2 separate regions of the Mus musculus genome follow, and region 1 is linked to region 2. Evidence: chromatin contacts called from public promoter capture Hi-C data. All regions are on one chromosome and are shown on one strand. The core of a region is the stretch at or near the end of the contact, and the rest is flanking DNA. Distances in the headings are between cores, read along the strand shown.

Evidence for each region. Promoter capture Hi-C pulls out the DNA fragments that hold promoters and counts their contacts.
Region 1: a contact with region 2 is called in a promoter capture Hi-C map of liver. The contact joins the promoter of Alb here to the enhancer-like site in region 2. A contact is called at or near these places in 2 of 39 promoter capture datasets (both in liver), 10 of 484 Hi-C or Micro-C datasets (brain, liver and nephron progenitors), 4 of 115 datasets of contacts at active chromatin or transcription factors (embryonic stem cells, fetal liver, hepatocytes and 1 more) and 3 of 9 other capture datasets (adipose tissue, liver and pancreatic islet).

What each region holds. Positions count from the first base shown.
Region 1 is chr5:90,458,857-90,464,662 of GRCm38.p6, reverse strand. It overlaps Alb (albumin), which reads right to left and starts at 3,793. Exons shown (of 15, transcript NM_009654.4): 1 at 3,650-3,793; 2 at 2,885-2,942; 3 at 1,831-1,963; 4 at 468-679. The coding sequence starts at 3,728. RefSeq lists enhancers at 3,794-3,813, 3,807-3,831, 3,834-3,857, 3,851-3,876, 3,886-3,905 and a promoter at 3,741-3,968.
Region 2 is chr5:90,421,061-90,426,746 of GRCm38.p6, reverse strand. Gm35999 (a long non-coding RNA gene) reads right to left here. Exons shown (of 3, transcript XR_389325.2): 2 at 435-519. Among named protein-coding and RNA genes, the nearest start is that of Gm35999, 9.5 kb to the right of the region's middle. Within about 2 kb of position 1,401, at least 4 of the 459 cell types and tissues checked have an H3K27ac peak or open chromatin away from gene starts, as enhancers often do. A contact at or near this core is called in hepatocytes and liver, where this site is marked.

The DNA.
Region 1 (5,806 bases), core at 2,544-5,043, 36 kb before region 2:
TATGTGTGTGTGTGTGTGTGTGTGTGTGTGTGTGTGTGTGTGTGTGTGTGTGTGCGCGTGTGTGTTTGTAAATGTTCACACATCATGTGTACATTTTTGGTAAGTAAATTTTGGTGATGTAATGTTGATGACTAAAATGAAATTGATCCAGAGAACATGAACACCACACACATACTCATACTCACACACATATACACGCACATGCACACAAATGCCTTCAGAATATTTTGCAACTTCTCAGTCTCAGATATTTCACACAGGTCCTGTTTTCAATATCAAAACATCATTGATCTTTTTACTGTCATTGTATAGTCTGTGGTATCAAGTATTATGTTTTTAAACACCATCTCAACACATTCCCAGACTTGGTGTTGGATGCTTGGGGTTTTCATGACTATCAGCATAAGTGTTACTAACGGAGCTATTGCCCAGTTTTTAGCATAAAGTGTAGATGTCTGGGTACTCACTGTCCCATAAAGGTGGTTGGGTTTTCCTTAAAGGAGGTGCACATGGCCTCAGCCTCTGGCCTTTCAAATGGTGGCAGGCTGGGGTTGTCATCTTTGTGTTGCAGGAAACATTCGTTTCTTTCGGGCTCTTGTTTTGTACAGCAGTCAGCCAGTTCACCATAGTTTTCACGGAGGTTTGGAATGGCACACAACTTATCTCCAAAAAGAGTGTGCTAAGAGGAAGAGAGAAAAGTCAAATTCCTGCCGGTACCCCAACTTTCTTCATAGCCAAAGAGCAGCATCAAAACCAAATGTGCTGATAAAAATTGGTGAAGAAAACATGTACCTTGTATGTATGTGCATAGATGATATGTATATTGATAACACCTTGAGCTATATATTATTTTTTTGGTTCTACATACCACTTAAAATAAATTTAAGTATAAAAAAATTGTTAATGAAGTAAGTTACGTTTTTAAACTGCGAGGCAAACGAAGATCATGTAGAAACCCCCTACCACTTACTTTCCTTGGACTTGTCAATTTCTGTGTAATTTTCATGATAGTCAAGTGCCACAATATTGTGTATGATGGATAACACAGAGAAGCAAAGAGCTAATGGCCTTGAGGAATGTCACCTTCCATGTTTTCTATCTGACACTAAAAGCTAGGAGTAAAGTCATTATAATAAAAACAAATCAAGGGAATTTGAGGAGCAGGTAAAATCAAGCTGGGGAACCTTGCACAGCTCCTCATGGGCTCTGCTCCTTTGGGAGAAGCCTATGTTTTTACTACGTTCCCTGTAAAACTAAAGAATAATACCTCCCTCCCTCCAACCCCTCCCTCCAAACCCTCTCATGTAAGCCCCCTTGCTCTCTTTCAGATCCATGACCTCAGTTTTCATTCATTGTTGTTACATGCATATACATTTATGTAAATACATGTATATTCCTAAATGTAGCCTGCTTAGTCTGCATGTTATTCATACGTATGTTTTAGGGATGACCATTGGTATTGGAGAGGCAGTTGGTATGCTCTTCCAAGGCAACTTCTTCTCTCTGCATTCCTTAGTTGCCTACAGTTCTTTTTACAGGGTTTAGCTCTTGTGGTCTTTCCCTCATCCACTTTGGCATATCTACTGTCACTGTCACTGTCAAGCTCCCATTTGGGCAGTCATGTGGTGAGACTTTTTGAGTGTATTGTAGCTTCTGCAATTACTATGAAATGGAGTCCCACAGAAAATTCCCATCACCCTGGCTTTATCAATCTCTCTGCTGCCCTCTGCCACAGTGTTCCCGGGGCCTTAAGTGATGGAGTCATGATTGGCTTTGAAACAGAGTTCCAGAAAGCAGGAAAGTAGATCCACAAAATCAGAAGGTACTCACAAGGGATTTGTCACAGTTGGCGGCAGACTCATCGGCAACACACGTCTTTGCAAAGTCTGTTACTTCCTGCACTAATTTGGCATGCTCATCGTATGAGCATTTCTGGAGATACTGGGAAAAGGCAATCAGGACTCTGAAAAGCAGACACAAAAACCTCAGTATGAGGCAAGTGGCTCTCCCAACCAGCAAATCATGCCTGTGTATACCTGCGAGATTTTGTATATCTTTCATACAACTATCTAGAAAGCCTCTTCCCGTCAGCTATTCTCTGAGGCGTAATGGGAACACCTGCCTTTCCAAGCAAAGGAATATGGACTTCTACCATGCTGAAGTGCAGATGCACATATGTGTCAATAGATTTATGAACATGAGGCAAACAGGCAAACTACTCTCTAAATTTATTCATTGTCAAGGCTAGATATTATATAAGTCCTTTGAATTGTTTCTTTTCTAACCATATACCTCTGTTATTTGGAATACATGATACTATTGACCTTCTAAAAATAAATTAATTACTCATTTTTTTACTACATTAAAACATTACTAAGGTTGGAGATGTGACTTAAGTATAGACCCCTTACTTCACATGTATAAGGTTTCAGTACTACAAAGAGACAAAATAATGTTCTCAAGATACCATGAGATCTTATTGCATTAAAAGTTAGTAAGTGAGCTGCCCCCAAAACTATAGTTCATAGACCTTTCCAGAAATAAAAAATAAGATTCCAGACTTAACAAGTTAGATGTGGGCTCCAGATTCTCTCTCCAGGAAAGGAGCTACTAGCCACACATGGCTAGATACATTCAATTAAAATTAACTATTATTTGAATGTGTGCTTCTCAGTTACACTTGCCATGTGCAAAGTGCTTGATAGCCTTGTGATCTCTGGCTGCCACATTGCTCAGCACAGATCCACAGTCTTTCTGTCAATGCACACATTTCTACTGGACAGCACTGCTCTACAATTCTCACACTCAAGGTGGAAAAAGGTGTTTTAAAACTTTAACTAATACTACCAGAAATATTAAGTGGGCTTTCAGCATTATAACTTACAGGCCTTTGAAATGTTGTTCTCCCAAATCATTATACCGATGGGCGATCTCACTCTTGTCTGTGGAAACAGGGAGAGAAAAACCACACAACATATTTAAAGATTGATGAAGACAACTAACTGTAATATGCTGCTTTTTGTTCTTCTCTTCACTGACCTAAGCTACTCCCTGAAGATGCCAGTTCCCGATCGTTACAGGAAAATCTGAAGGTGGCAATGGTTCCTCTCTGCTACACTCAAAGTTATATTTTTTCACCAACATTATTATTTTTAAAACCCGTTAAGTGTTTATATCTGTGCATTCAAACTCAAGATTTAGTGTTTCTGTCATGTTTGTAAATATCTACTAAGACAATGGTAAATAAGAAATAAAGGTAAATATAAATGGAAACTCCATTTATAAAATTAGTAACACACACTTTTAATTTTTAGTATAGCATGGTCGAGCAGGCAGGCCCTATGAGACCGTAATAAATTCAACTGTATCCAACGTAATTTGAGTCATTCTGCCTAGCATTTTTTTTTAATTAAAAGAAATTTAAAGCTAAGCTTTCAAAATCCCCCATTATTGTCATCAAAGATACCAAAAATATATCAATAATATAACCACCTAAGGGTTCTCAGATGCAAATAATGACAATAATAACAACAACAACAGTAATAATAATCTAGAAATCAGCACTAAAGGAAAATTTAACTATTTTAAAATACCAGGCTTCCATTACTAGAAAAATACAAGCAGAGATGAAAAAACATAAAACTCTTACGTGCTTCTCGGCGAAACACACCCCTGGAAAAAGCAGAGCCGGAGACGAAGAGGAGGAGGAGAAAGGTTACCCACTTCATTTTGCCAGAGGCTAGTGGGGTTGATAGGAAAGGTGATCTGTGTGCAGAAAGACTCGCTCTAATATACTTCTTTAACCAATAACTGTAGATCATTAACCATACTTACCTCGCATTTCATTGGTTCCTACCCCATTACAAAATCATACCATCTTTGCCAAAAAGTTGTTTGACTAAATCCCTTGCGTATGTTTGCCATCTGGAGCTGTTCCCCTCTAACCCCACCCCCACCCCCATGCACAAGACTTTGTCCATTCATTAAAGTTATGTAAAACAGCAAATTTTACATAAGAGCTTAATCTCTTTGTCTCCCATTTGAGCATTTCAGTGTGGGCCTTGGCATGGAAGCATGCCACATTTAAAAGCTAAGAACTGAATTGCATAGGTTGTTCATCCCAAATATGCTTTTATGTACAGGTAATGAAGAATGTGTATGAGGGAGGGGTGGGTCTCATTATAGGGCTTCCAAGTCTTTCTCATCTTTTTAAAGTTAGAATCTTCCATAAAGCACACAGTGTCTCAAATGTGAACTGAGAAGAAGCCAGAGCAATAAAAAACAAGTGCAGAGGACTTTCAGAAGTCTTGTGTCCCCACCCCATGCTCAGGCTATGTGTGAAACGGGTCTGGAGTAGAATGTTTTCATCTAACATGAACCTCTTTCTCGGGGTGCTTTAGAGGAGACACTAGAACAGGCACTCCAATGACAGTGATGATGGTCTTTGCCATCGTAACATACTTCCTCTAACACCACAGGATAATAATTAGTAGCAGACCAGTTATCTCACTTATGAGTCAGTCAAGACTACATCCAAATCAACCCCATGGTTCCTAAATATACAGGGACTATTCAGTGACAAGAAGGAGAAGAGGAAGGAGGAGAAGAAGGAAAAGGAGGAAGAGAGGAGGAGGAGGAAGAGGAGGAGGAGGAGAAGCATTCTTCTTTATATCTGGTTATACAATGAAAGAAATCTATGTCTTATGACCTCATCTTGTGTCCTCATCTTCAGAAAGGTGTACAAATTCTGTAATCAACCACAGGAGTCAAGGCAAAATGAAGGAGAAGGGAAAAGTGTTTCCTTGCTTGTTTTATCACTCAAAAGAGTCCTGAAATGGAATAACAGACTAGCCTCTACACAGATGAACAGAATGATAGATAGATAGATAGATGATAGATAGATAGATAGATAGATAGATAGATAGATAGATAGATAGATAGATGATAGATGGATAGGGAGGTAGGTAGGTAGATAGATAGATAGATAGATAGATAGATAGATAGATAGATAGATAGATAGATAGATAGATAAAGTCTGCCCATGGAATAACTTCTACTGAGGGTGAGGGTGGGTGGCAGAATTAAGCCAAAACCCCATCCTGGAAAAGAAAAAAAGAAACTAAACAGAAGAGATAATTCTTTCTTGGATCAATTCCTCTTTAAACTTCCTAGAAAGAGTAGTCACTATTTATTTGAAGACAGTAGTCATGCCTAGTCCTGTCCTGGTGTGGGTCTTGATAAACATAAACAAGTATGTAATGCTTAAGTCATTGAATGTATTTGTATTATTAACTCACAAGTACTATATAGTTATATGTAATATTGTGTTTAAGTATAATATTGTGTTATTAACTCAGGCTTTTAGCACTCTCACATGTACTATGTATACTATATATACTTTTGTTTGACAATTAAGTAAAAAAAAAAAAAAAAATCATCTATGCAGCCAAAGCCTGGAGAGAAAAGCATCAGAATGAAGTAGGCGCTTGAGCTGGTTTAGTGACTGATGAAGCTCCAATACTTTTAAGACATAAATTAATAACAACTGAGCCTCTCCTTAGCAGTACTAACTCAATGCCTTACTCGGGCATGTTCTAATTAATCTTTAGCAGCCGAGAATTAAAGTGCTTAATTCTTGACACAGTCTCCGTGCTCACAGATCATTTCAACTGAAGAGAAACACTTGAGCAGTTGCATCTGGTGAGTAAGAATTTATACTCTTCCTTCTGAAACTCCTGGCACTCGTCCTATATGTAGACTCTATACTGAGAGGAATGAAGCCACATAATTATTAGTTACTTCTAGA
Region 2 (5,686 bases), core at 152-2,651:
AGAGGAAAGAAGAAAGGAAGGAAGGAAGAGGAGGGAGGAGAAGGAGGAAGAGGAGAAGAAGAAGAATCAGCAGAAAGAGGATTAGGCATAGAAAGACCATCCATGCATTGGCAAACAAGAGTAATGATTGATTTAGACTGTCCTCGAGCTAGATGAAGGTAAAGATCTAGACAGCAGGAGACCAGTGAGGACAATAGAATGATCTGCAAAGATCTCGCCCTAAAGGCAGGGACAGAGACCAGGGATGTGGGTTTCAGCAGCAGATGTCCCAGGATCCAGCCAATTTACTGAAGACAGGAAGGGGAAGGAAGAGGCAAAATAAATAGACATAGGCATGAAAATAGACACACATTTATCATCTCTTTATTCAATGCATTAAGGAAATTTTAATTTTTATAGAAGAAATGCAAAAAGATAGAAATGTTAATATCTACCCATCATCATAGAGTGTCCAAGTGGCATTATCATCTTGGCAGTTTGGGCTCAGGAAGACTCTACTGTTTCATTTCATTCACATGCCTAGCAAAAGCAGAAGGAAAATGGTCTCACTCTGGACTGGTCTTTTGTTTGTCTTCTTTTCCAAACCTTAGATGTGAGATTCTGACTATAAATAAGAGACACTACATTCTTTTTGAGAATGAAATGGAAAGCATTTTGAGGAGAAGGAGAGGAAGTCATGAGGAATGAGGATAGGATGAGTGCACTCAGACCTAGCAGTCACTAAAGGGAAATCAAGAGGTAGGGATTCGGATAGACTGAAGGGAAAGCCAAAAGCCGTTGTCACTGCCTCTCACTAGAAACTCTTGAAAATGGTCCCAAAAAGTACCCATCTGGGCCAAAATGGCGAGACCCTCTGTAGAGCAGAAAGGACCATAATTACACGGTATTTAGGAAGCTCTTAAACTAGCAATGTCTCACCATCTTAGTCCTTTACCTTCATCTAGCCCATGTACCCTCTAAATCTATCATTCCCTCATGTTCATCCACGCTATAGCATTGAATCTTCTGTCTCTCTGTGTAGGGGGGAGGCATGTTATATGCATGTTTGCTTGTATGTACAGGTACATGTGAGAGAAAAAGAAATAGAGGAAGACAGTGCAACATAGAGACAGAGAGAGCTCATGTGGAAGCCAGGAGACAACCTTGAGTCCCATCCCTCTGGTAGCATACACCTCTTCATCTTTTCTTTTGAGAGAGTCTCTCACTAGCCTGGAGCTTGCCAAGTAGGTAGGCTAGCCAGCAGCTCTGTCTCCCCAGTTCTGGGACAACAACTGTGAGCCACCACACCGGGTTTTTTTTGTTTGTTTGTTTTTTGTTTTTTGACATGAGTTCTAGGGGGTCAAAGTCAGATCCTTGTGTTTGCGAAAAGCAAGTATTTGCTGACCATCTCCCCAGTCCCGAAACTGAATCTTAACAGTTCAGTCACATCCTAAACAAACAAGTAAGAGGTGTGTACAGTAAGCTCATGGGCCAGCAGATGGGAGTGAAGGAAGAGTTTTAGAACTTTGGTGGATTTGACTCACTTGTTATGAAATGTGACAACATCCAAATGTGGTCCCTGCAAAGCTTCACCCTGGGCTTAAGTGCAGAAGGCACTACGGCATGGGCAGCTACACAGGAATTCAAGTGTCCTCAAAGGATCATTCACACTCCTAGATCAGATAGCCTGTGATAGGATAGGATCCTGAGGAATATGCAATCACATTAAAATAAAGACTAAAAATAGTCTCAAGTGAAAGAATAGGCCCTTCTGTATTTGGCAAGTTTGGTAAGTTAAATCCTAACCATACTTTGTGTTAGCCCCAAATCAGAAGTGAAGTCCTGGCCACTGCCATCACTCTGCACAGCGTTAAGTCATCATGATGATGCTGCCTTGAGATAAGAACATGGTGTTCTGAGCAGATCTCGGGCACAATGGCCCAAACCATGTTAGAAGGTAACAGTCCCTTTGGCAAGAGTTTATCAGAAAGTCCAATGTCACATGGAAAATTCATCTAGAACATTCACAACATGTCTTATCCTGGAGAACCCACCCACGCATGTTTATCTATTCTGTGTTCTTCTACGAACCTCACCAGTTCTCGAAAATTTGTTGACTCTGGCCACAAAAATACTAACCACTTAGAGGTTAGAGGTCACTTAACACCAAATTAAAACTTGCCAATACCACCCCAGGAGAGCAGCAAGGAAGGCACCCTTCTTTCTGCTTTTTGTCCATTCTTGTCAACCTTGTCCATATCGTTTCCCATACACTTTCCATGTTTCTCTCATTTCAAAAAGACCTCTGGCATTTATCACTGGCACAAGGGTTACTGATTGCTCATCTCTGGTATGACTCTCCTTTCCTGGGGAGAATTTCTTAGATCATTACTTTCTTCTAGCTTTTCTCTCCAATGGGATTTGGAAATCTCTTGCTTCTCAGGCAGGGAATGTAAGGGGGAAAATAATCAGAAGTATTTGCCATTCCAAAGTTACTCTGACGAATATGCTCCAAACACATGACATCATTACCTGGAGGAAACCGTCCTAGCCTCCCATGTTCCTCAGGATGTCGGCAGAGTAGCAGAACACGCTTAGTAAAGCACATTCTTCAACAGAATCCCACACTGTGAATGATCCAATCAATTTAAAAATGAACTTCCACTTGCCTAAATGCTCTCCAGAGTGTGCCAACTCAAGAAAATACTTCTCTATATATGGAGAAAAATGCCTTATGTGTCATATGACCTCAATAGACATGAGAGGAGACCACTCTACCACCATTTTACTAAATTAATGTACTTTCGAAGTGAATTCTAAACACTTATCCTTATACCCACAGAGAAGTGTAGCTCTTGCCATTATTAAAGAAGCTTCGACGTACAGCAGATGAAGGCTGCTCCATCTATGGACTGAGGCTTTTCCATAATGTGTGTAAGAGATGCACATCTAGTCAAAATGCAGAGAGTGCAGACTATGGAGTGCCCAGCCTAACTTCAGTGTGACTCTCACACCTACAGCTCAGGAAACATCCTAGAGAATGGGGACAGAAAAGATATAAGAGCCAGAGGACCAGGATGCCTGCCGTGAGACAGTGACTTCTAGGAATGGTAGGGATGCTTCATTCATAAAATCTTTAAAAAAAAAAATTATTGCATAAGACTTTGCAACCAGGTCTTCTGAAGCATTCTGCCGCTGGATTTGGTCCACTCTCTAACCAATCTTGAGTAACACTAGTTATATGGAATGGCTGCAATGAGAAGCCTCTTCACCACCCCAGGGAATTGTTCCCATCTTTGAACCTTTGAAATCCAGCATTAAGCTTCAATCTTTTTGAATGACATTTCTCTTTATTACAGGGACTGAAGGATGATGGTCAACAAAACATTAGCAGAACAAGAGAAACAAAATGGAAATATATTGTTTGCAGAAATAATCATTTTACCAAAGTTATATACTACCCAGTGAGCTTTATGCTTATGCATTCCATTGAACAATTCCTCTAAGATGCTGTGGCTCTCTAGGGCCTACTTCATCCCCCCTAAATCACTGGATCTGGAACAGCATTTCTCAAGTTATATCAATGGAACCTCAGGGTACCCACAAACATTAGCAAATATTTTATTTCTTTTAAATATTCACAGCCTGAGCTCTATGGGTGCCTTATATATGTGCATATACACACATACACACACACATATACACATACATATGTACATATATACACACATACATATACACACATCCACACACACACACATACCTATACACACATACACACACACATACATATACACACATACATATACACACATATATAGACATATTCAATTTACACATATCAGTAACTCTAAAATGTGTACATAGTTAATATAATGTGATGTGCCCAAATAGAAAATTAGAGATATACTAAATAAATTAATTTCTATGGTCAGAATAGTTTATTTTTATTCAGAACTAGGAAATTCTTCTTTGTGTAGACATCTGAAGTTCCTAGAAATACCAATACTTAGGAAAATTAACCTTTTGTATTTGCACCTTTCTAAAATTCAGAACACAGCAACTCTGACTTTGTATAAATCTGTTTAAAAGGCTAGTTCTAATATTCTGTTGTCCCAATTGGGTATGAAACTTCAAAGTAATTGTATCTGCACTGGACATGGAGGCCTGTAACTGTAGTCTAAGCACCTAGGAAGCAAAAGCAAACAGATTTTGGTTTTGAAGCTGGCCTGATCTTCATAGTGAGTTTCAGGATAGCTTGGGCTACCAGTACTATCAGTCTCAAATAATAAATAAATACATACATAAATACATAAATAATAAATTTAAATACTTTTACTTACTTTCCTAATTTCTAATATGCTATGTCATCCTTGCTTCCTCTTGGATCCAGAGTTCCTGATTCAATAGCTACTAAATAAATCTGCAGTCTCCTGCAGAAGTGAGGGAAGGGTAGTTAACTTTGGAGTGTAGAGAGGAAGGAGTATATGAAGAACTAACTGGTGTCTTAACTTCCCTTAATCCTTCAGTTATTCATCTGTTTTTCATCTCTGTCTTCATAGGTACAGATTCCTCCCCTTGATGATGATATCTTAAGTGATAAATGCTATAAAAATGCATTTACTGATTGCATTTTTGTTTCTATGCACTGTGTTCGTTTGCTAGGTGTGAAACAGAAGAACACTGATAACTGGATAATATAACATTGACATCTATTCTTTCCGTTTGGGAAAGTCAGACTCTAAAGTCAATGTGGCAGTATGGCCATTCTGTCTCTGGAGGTGTTCAGGAAAAATACGTTCCATTGGCTTGTAGCCACTGGTGACACTGAATGTTTCTGTACCTGCAGATAGATTACTCAGCCTTTCTTCTCACGTGGTATCCTCCCTGTCCCCTAATCATCTCCCATTGGAGCATGTCTATGTTTATCCTATAAACAAACGAATAAGTGCTCACAAGGTTCCCCAGATTGGCCTCCTCATGCCTTAGCTTCCCAAGTAGCTGAATTATAGGAGTGTGTGTGTGTGTGTGTGTGTGTGTGTGTGTGTGTGTGTGATCTTTTCTTAAGTATATCCAGTCATGAGCTAAGTAACATTGACATTCTGTCAAAGCTGGGTCCCATCCAGCATCTATAAGTGTGAATAGGGCCAAGTAGATAGTTTCGTGGGAAAAGGAGCTTGCCACCCAACAATGTGAACCTGATTATCTGAATTCAACTCCTATAACCCATGTAACATCAAGAGAAGAGAAATAAAGGAACAAAGTTGTCCCCTGACCTCCACACAGGTGTCATGTACAACCACACACACACACACACACACAAATAACATAATTTTTAAACTATAGCATATACCTTTGGATCCCAGACACAAAACTGGACAGAGACACTATACAGTCCTGCTTCTTTGTGCATTTGCTGTACTACAGATTGATCATTAAAAGTCAGGGGGAGGTGGCCTTTTTTGTTTTATTAATGGACACAGAGAAGGGGCTCACCATCAGTCTTACCCAGACCATGATCCAGAAAGTCGTTACATGGGACATCTAACCCCAGAAAGACTGAAAATGCAATCACTGAGAAGAATAGTAGTCTCTGCGTTGTTACGATGTAACTCAAAAGATGCTGGTTACACAACGGCTTACTGATTTCAGGAGCTAATCTGTATTATTTGTTCTAACAGCAGGATACATGCATTGCTGGGGTAAC